2 separate regions of the Mus musculus genome follow, and region 2 is linked to region 1. A link is a contact called in public promoter capture Hi-C data. All regions are on one chromosome and are shown on one strand. Each heading gives the region's core, a stretch centred on a gene start, on an enhancer-like site or on the middle of the called end of the contact. The rest is flanking DNA. Distances are from core to core; before and after follow the strand shown.

Evidence for each region. Promoter capture Hi-C pulls out the DNA fragments that hold promoters and counts their contacts.
Region 2: a promoter capture Hi-C map of frontonasal cranial neural crest shows a contact between it and region 1, with 4 times the contacts expected there. The contact joins the enhancer-like site here to the promoter of Klhl12 in region 1. A contact is called at or near these places in 4 of 39 promoter capture datasets (the 3T3-L1 cell line, cranial neural crest, embryonic stem cells and 1 more), 1 of 484 Hi-C or Micro-C datasets (the G1E-ER4 cell line) and 3 of 9 other capture datasets (adipose tissue, embryonic stem cells and liver).

The regions. Positions count from the first base shown.
Region 1 is chr1:134,454,004-134,457,247 of GRCm38.p6, reverse strand. It overlaps Klhl12 (kelch-like 12), which reads right to left and starts at 1,717. Exons shown (of 12, transcript NM_001311136.1): 1 at 1,583-1,717.
Region 2 is chr1:134,828,142-134,831,385 of GRCm38.p6, reverse strand. The region is part of intron 18 of Ppp1r12b (protein phosphatase 1, regulatory subunit 12B); the gene reads left to right. Among named protein-coding and RNA genes, the nearest start is that of Gm32670, 55 kb to the right of the region's middle. Within about 2 kb of position 1,640, at least 11 of the 459 cell types and tissues checked have an H3K27ac peak or open chromatin away from gene starts, as enhancers often do.

The DNA of each region.
Region 1 (3,244 bases), core at 468-2,967:
AAGTAAACAAAGAAGACCAGCACACTCAGATTTTGGTATCTATGTTTTGTTTTGTTTTTGTTTTTGTTTTTTTTTTTTGAGACAAGGTTTCTCTGGGTAGCCCCAGCTATCCTGAATCTTACTCTGTAGACTGGGCTGGCCTTGAACTCACAGAGATCCACCTGCCTCAGATTCTCCCTGGGATTTTCCTCCTCAGAACACTTTCTAGGGGATGCAATGAAGGTGCTTATGAAAACTGTCCTTTGAGGATGCAAAACTTTCTAAAATGAACCAAAGAAAAAAGAAACTATTCATCTAAAGTCTACAATCCTAATTTCCTAAGATTAAAACTGAGATTCTACATTGTCATCTTTTGTTCAGTAGCTCCTTCAAAAGGACTCTGGACACTCCCCCCCCCCCCCAAACTCTGCAACATGTATTTAACCAAAAACTGAGACAACTTGCTAAAGTAAATGCTTTTTGTTTTTAAAAGGTTTGCTTAAGCTAACATAGTTTCAAACTATGAGATGCAAGAAACTGGGGATTTGCTGAATTCTCAGGAGCTGAAGATTATGAAGATTTCCTAGTGTTCTAGCACAAGGCCCAGCCTGTGATTAAACTTTAAGATTTGTTTCATAAATGACAGTAACCTCAGGGCTGCAACTTTCCTCCTAGCACAAAGCCTGACCATATATTCACCATTCAAAAACTACACATTCTAGAACAGCTAATATGTAAATAGAGGGGTTCCATTCTAAATCATTCTAGAAGGAAGAAAAAAGGCAATGAGAGAGAGAGAGAGAGAGAGAGAGAGAGAGAGAGAGAGAGAGAGAGAGAGAGAGAGAGAAAGGAGTTCTCCCCTAAGAACACCAAGCTTACCATCAAGTATTAGGGAGACCTAGGTAGGCAAGGAGTTAGATATGCGGTAATCATGGAAGCTGCAACAGTATCTTGGTAGCTGTGTCTCCCGGTTAAGCAGGGACTACACTAAGGTTCCCATGGTCAAAATCTGTAAAACTGTATTTGGGATGTTCCACCAAGGCAAACGATACTTAACAAATTGCCAAAACCGCGTTAAAGGGTCTGCATTCTCAAAAGGCACTGGCTTCATTACAATGTGTTGGAGTTTCCAAATCTCCCACCCCATACCTTGCTTTTTTTTTTTTTTTTCAAGATTGCTGGGGATAAATGCCTTACAAGAGGAGGTGAAGACCACTATAATTTGGGAGGGAAAGGGAATTATCTTACCTTCATGCATGAATATACCTTACACCTCACTAATATTCTTAAGAAACTTCTTTAAAACCCCAATGCGCTACTGCCTACCTTCGGAGGAAGCCCACTCCAATCTTTGGAGTGTGTAGCTTTACTAAATAAACGTCCCCTTACTGTTTCTCAGCTGAATTCTTTCCTCCCAGGTTAAACCTTCTCCCGGGGCAGGCGGCAGCTGCTCCGGAGAAGCCGAGAAGGCAGCGCTATGCCTGCAGCGCCCCAGCTCATCTCCTACCGACCCGGGCTGGGGGGGGTACCCGGGTTGGGGGAAGGCCGCGCCCCCGGCTGAGGGCAGAGGGAAAGGCCGTGTGTCAGGGCCGCGCTCACTCACCAGGGCTCCTGGGCCGTCCGAGCCGAGGTGCTAGGCGCCGGGCTCCCAGGCGGCTGAGCAGCCGGAGCGCCGCCGCTGCCGCCCGGACCAGCCGCTGCGGAGCAGTCTCCGTGGTAAACTCCAGTCTCGGAGTACGGCGACCGCGCGGCATGATGACGTCACGCCACGGGAGGGGCGGGCCTCTCCTGGGTTACGTCACCTTAGGAGGCCGAGCCAAGAAGTCCTGCTTACCTGAGAGCTCAGAAAAAGAGACCTGAGAGTGGGTAGACGGGTGGGTGGGGAGTGCCGCGTGTGACAGTGCGCTGGAGGCCAGAAGGACCCAAGACTGGCGGTCCCCACGCGGTATGGCAGGCGCTAGGCTGCGTTCCTGCCACACTCGGGAGACCCACGGGGTTTCAGAGTTCTCTAGGTCGGTTTCTGAAGAATCAGGCTCCGCTTCACCATAGGGAGGACTTTCCCATCCCGGATAACCACAGGGTCCTAAATGTGCCTGTCACCATGAGGCGATTGCTTCCTTCACTCCAAGGAAAAGGAACTTGTGGATTGACTGAGCCACCAGAAATGGGTCGCAGTAGGGGAAACTGCAAAGACCCTTCTCAAAGAAGACGCCACAGCCATCTCCTCTCCTCTGACTCACCATGGTCGTTCATTAGTGCTGCGGTTCTTAGGACGTTTGCTTTTCGTTGATTTTGACTTTTTGCCTTTGGCTGAGAAGGGAAAGATGTTTCTTGTTCCAGTATAGATGAATGACTAATTGGATTATCCAGTTTTCCTTTGCACGGCGTTTGGTTCTTAGGGATAGTAAAGTGTAGTCAAGAGGGCAGCGTCTTCGTTTTACATAGTGTTTTCTTCGTGTCATAGCTTCTTGATCCCAAACTGTTCCTGACATTTAAATATGGTGGACAGAGTGCAGAATTGATAGAAAATGTTGAGGGCACTCTGGAAATAGTTGTTAAAATGATCAATGTAGATCTATTTTGTCTAGGTTTTGTAGTGTAGTCATCAGACTTCAGGGCAGGAATGCTTCCCCACCAAATCTGGACCCAGAACTACTACAGCAGATGAACTTAAGGTAGCTAGAACAGAAGCTAACGATCTTGGGCACCAGGCACATACATGGTGCTCATGTATACATGTAGGCAAACCATTTATGCACATAAAATCTTAAAATTACAAAACATATCTACTGGTTCTCCTGGTCTTCTCTGGCTACTTCTGCTTTTATATATGCATTTCCCCTAGTAACATCTTTGCCCTTTTTCTTTCATCTAGGCAAATGCTTTCCTGATGAGCAGAAAAACACACAAATTCTTTAAGAATTTCTGTGAGAGCTAGACATTACACGTGCATACCCACACTTGGGAGACTAAAGCAGGAGAGAACAAATTCAAGGGGAGAAAACAATAACAACTAAAGCTGAAAATGTGGCTGGCATGTGAAAGGCCCAAGACAGGTGAAGGTCAGAGGGTTGAGAGTTTCTTTGTTTTTGTTTTTAAGATTTTATTTATTTTATGTATATGAGTACATCTTTTAAGCAAGTAAATATGAATTAGTGTGGTTTGAAACCAAGAAAGGTTAAAGTGTACTTGCACACGTATGGATATTCTTGGAGCCATAAGAGAGAAAAATGGCCTAAAGAGGAGGTTGTGTGCATTCCAGGGG
Region 2 (3,244 bases), core at 391-2,890, 370 kb before region 1:
CTATACCTACCAGGGTAACTGCCACCTGACAGGGTATGTAACCTTCATCCCTCATAAAGTTTTCTGTTGTCCATTTTCAGCCAATTCTTTGATGCAAAATAAGACCATTTTTCTGATTTTTCACCATAGTGTTATATGGACACATTCAGTGATATTTAATTTTAAGAAAGAAACTTCAGTAGTTATTATCTCTACCATATGTCTCCACTTGGGATTAGAGCAAGATGATTCTCAGTCTATATGATTCTTTCCTCTCTTTTTAAATATTTAGGAAGATCCCTTAGTGTCTGGCCACCTGCCAGTAGCACCGTATGGCTAAGAAGGCCATCTGTGTGACCTGAGCTCTGCTGATGTCACTAAAATCCATCCCCTCTTTTTTTTTTTTTTTATGGTTTTTTTGAGACAGGGTTTCTCTGTGTAACCCTGGCTGTCCTGGAACTCACTTTGTAGACCAGGCTGGCCTCGAACTCAGAAATCCACCTGCTTCTGCCTCCCGAGTGCTGGGATTAAAGGTGTGCGCCACCACGCCCGGTTCCATCCCCTCTTTTAAGTACTGATGAAATTGTAACCAAGATTTATTTACATGAAATTCATAGCCAAGAACAGTGCAGATGTTTTCTCATGCACAGAGTAGATGATGAAGAAGACAGTCACATGTTATTGTTCTTGTGTCTGTAAAGAATACAATAAGAAGTCTACAGACCTTGCTTAATAAGTAAATAAATGGTCACAACCAACTCCACTGGTAAATCCACCAGCTAGAGAAACTGCCAAAGACTGTGTAACCTGAAAGCTTAGTTCCTCCTTGTTTAAACAGTTCAGTTTCATAGCTGCATTAGGTAACAGGTAGTCTCTGGAAATCTTTAGATACCTTGTCTTACTAAGTCAGAAACCCCTGGATTAAAATGTTAATATGAATGCCTGTATTCCAGAGTGTGCGTGATGTTTTCTATAGAGCAGTCCCTCTCCATCCATGGGGAATGAATGCCTAAAACCCCCAGGGCTGCCTAAAATTGAAAGTAGAGCTGTACGTTCTGTGCTGTGCTTTCTCTTGTGCACCTCTGATTTTAGCCGACAAGTTGGTCAAGATAAGCAGCAATAAAATGGAATATTTGTAGCTGTATACTGAATAAAATGAACATCATTACTCTTATATTGCAGGATATCACTTAGTAAAATAAGGGTGACTGGAGCACAGGCACTGGAATCTTGATGCCTTTGAAGTTGAGCTGATTGCTAAGAAGGCAGGACAGAGCAGGATTGTGTGAGATTTTAACACACACGTTTTAAAATGTATGAGTTGACTAGTCTGGAATTTCCACTTAATATTTTCAAGACAGTCTGACTATAAGTAGCTAAACCTAAGCAAAGCTAAACTGCAACAAAGGTCTGAACGGCTGTTGTGGTGGGGGCAGGCCAGAGTGTCAGTGGCTACTGTGGTGGGGTCACCCTAGAGTATCCGCTCTGGACAGAGCAGCCAGAGGAACAGTGCTTGGATCCTTTCCATCTGTTCCTGCCTTCATTTCTGGCCTGTCTTTTCCTTGACATGAAGTTTGCTTGTTTTTCCTCATCTGCTGTTGTGGGCGGCAGTAGGTTTCCCAGCCCAATCCTGTTGTATCATTGACTTTATCACTAGAGGGCACAAGTAGTCAGCAGAAAAGACTTTAGTGAGCAAGCAGAGTCATGCCCTAAAAAGAAGCAGGCAGAACCAAAGACAGATTGCTTTTGTTCTACGGGACTTGTTGAAGAAGCTTATTCAGTACAGTAAAGACATTTCCCTTGTAACTTTTTGTATCATGAGTTACAAGATAATTCAGAGGTAACTTGGTTCAAGAACCTACTCTCATAGTTAAGAAAACTAAGGCCTCCACAGCCAGCATCTGCTGATACCTGAGTTTTTGATCTTAGCCATTCTGACTGCTGTGAGGTAGAATCTCAGGGTTGTTTTGATTTGCATTTCCCTGATGATTAAGGATGTTGAACATTTTTTTAGGTGCTTCTCAGCCATTTAGTATTCCTCAGTTAAAAATTCTTTGCTTAGCTCTGTACCCCATTTTTAATAGGGTTATTTGGTTTTCTGGAGTCCAACTTCTTGAGTTCTTTATATATGTTGGTTATTAGCCCCCTATCTGATTTAGGATTGGTAAAGATCTTTTCCCAATCTGTTCGTTGCTGTTTTGTCTCATTGACAGTGTCCTTTGCCTTACAGAAGCTTTGCAATTTTATGAAGTCCCATTTGTCAATTCTTGATCTTACAGCACAAGCCATTGCTGTTCTATTCAGGAGTTTTTCCCCTGTGCCCATATCTTCGAGGCTCTTTCTCACTTTCTCCTCTATAAGTTTCAGTGTCTCTGGTTTTATGTGGCGTTCCTTGATCCACTTAGACTTGAGCTTTATACAAGGAGATAAGAATGGATCAGTTTGAATTCTTCTACATGCTAACTGCCGGTTGAGCCACCAACATTTGTTGAAAATGCTGTCTTCTTTTCACTGGATGGTTAGATAGAGGAACACTCCTCCATTGCTGGTGGGATTGCAAGCTGGTAATCAGATTGCAAGTCTGGAAATCAGTTTGGTGATTCCTCAGAAAATTGGACATAGTTCTACTGGAAGATTCAGCAATATTACTCCTGGGCATATACCCAGAAGATGCTACAACTTGTAATAAGGACATATGCTCTACTATGTTCATAGTAGCCTTATGTATAATAGCCAGAAGCTGGAAAGAACCCAGATGTCCCTCAACAGAGGAATGGATACAGAAAATGTGGTACATTTACACAATGGAGTACTACTCAGCTATTAAAACCAATGAATTCATGAAATTCTTAGACAAATGGATGGATCTGGAGGATATCATCCTGAGCGAGGTAACCCAATCACAAAAGAACACACATGATATGCACTCACTTATAAGTGGATATTAGCCCAGAAACTCAGAATACCAAAGATACAATTTGTAAAACACATGAAACTCAAGAAGAAGGAAGACCAAAGTGTAGATACTTTGATCCTTCTTAGAAGGGGGAACAAAATACCCATGGAAGGAGTTACAGAGACAAAGTTCTGAGCAGAGACTAAAGGCATGACTATCCAGAGACTGCTCCACCTGGGGATCCATCCCACAAACAACCACAGAACCTAGATACTATTGCAGATGCCAACAAGAGCTTGCTGACAGGAGCCTGATATAGCTGTCTCCTGAGAGGCTCTGCCAGTGCCTGACTAATACAGAAGTGTATGC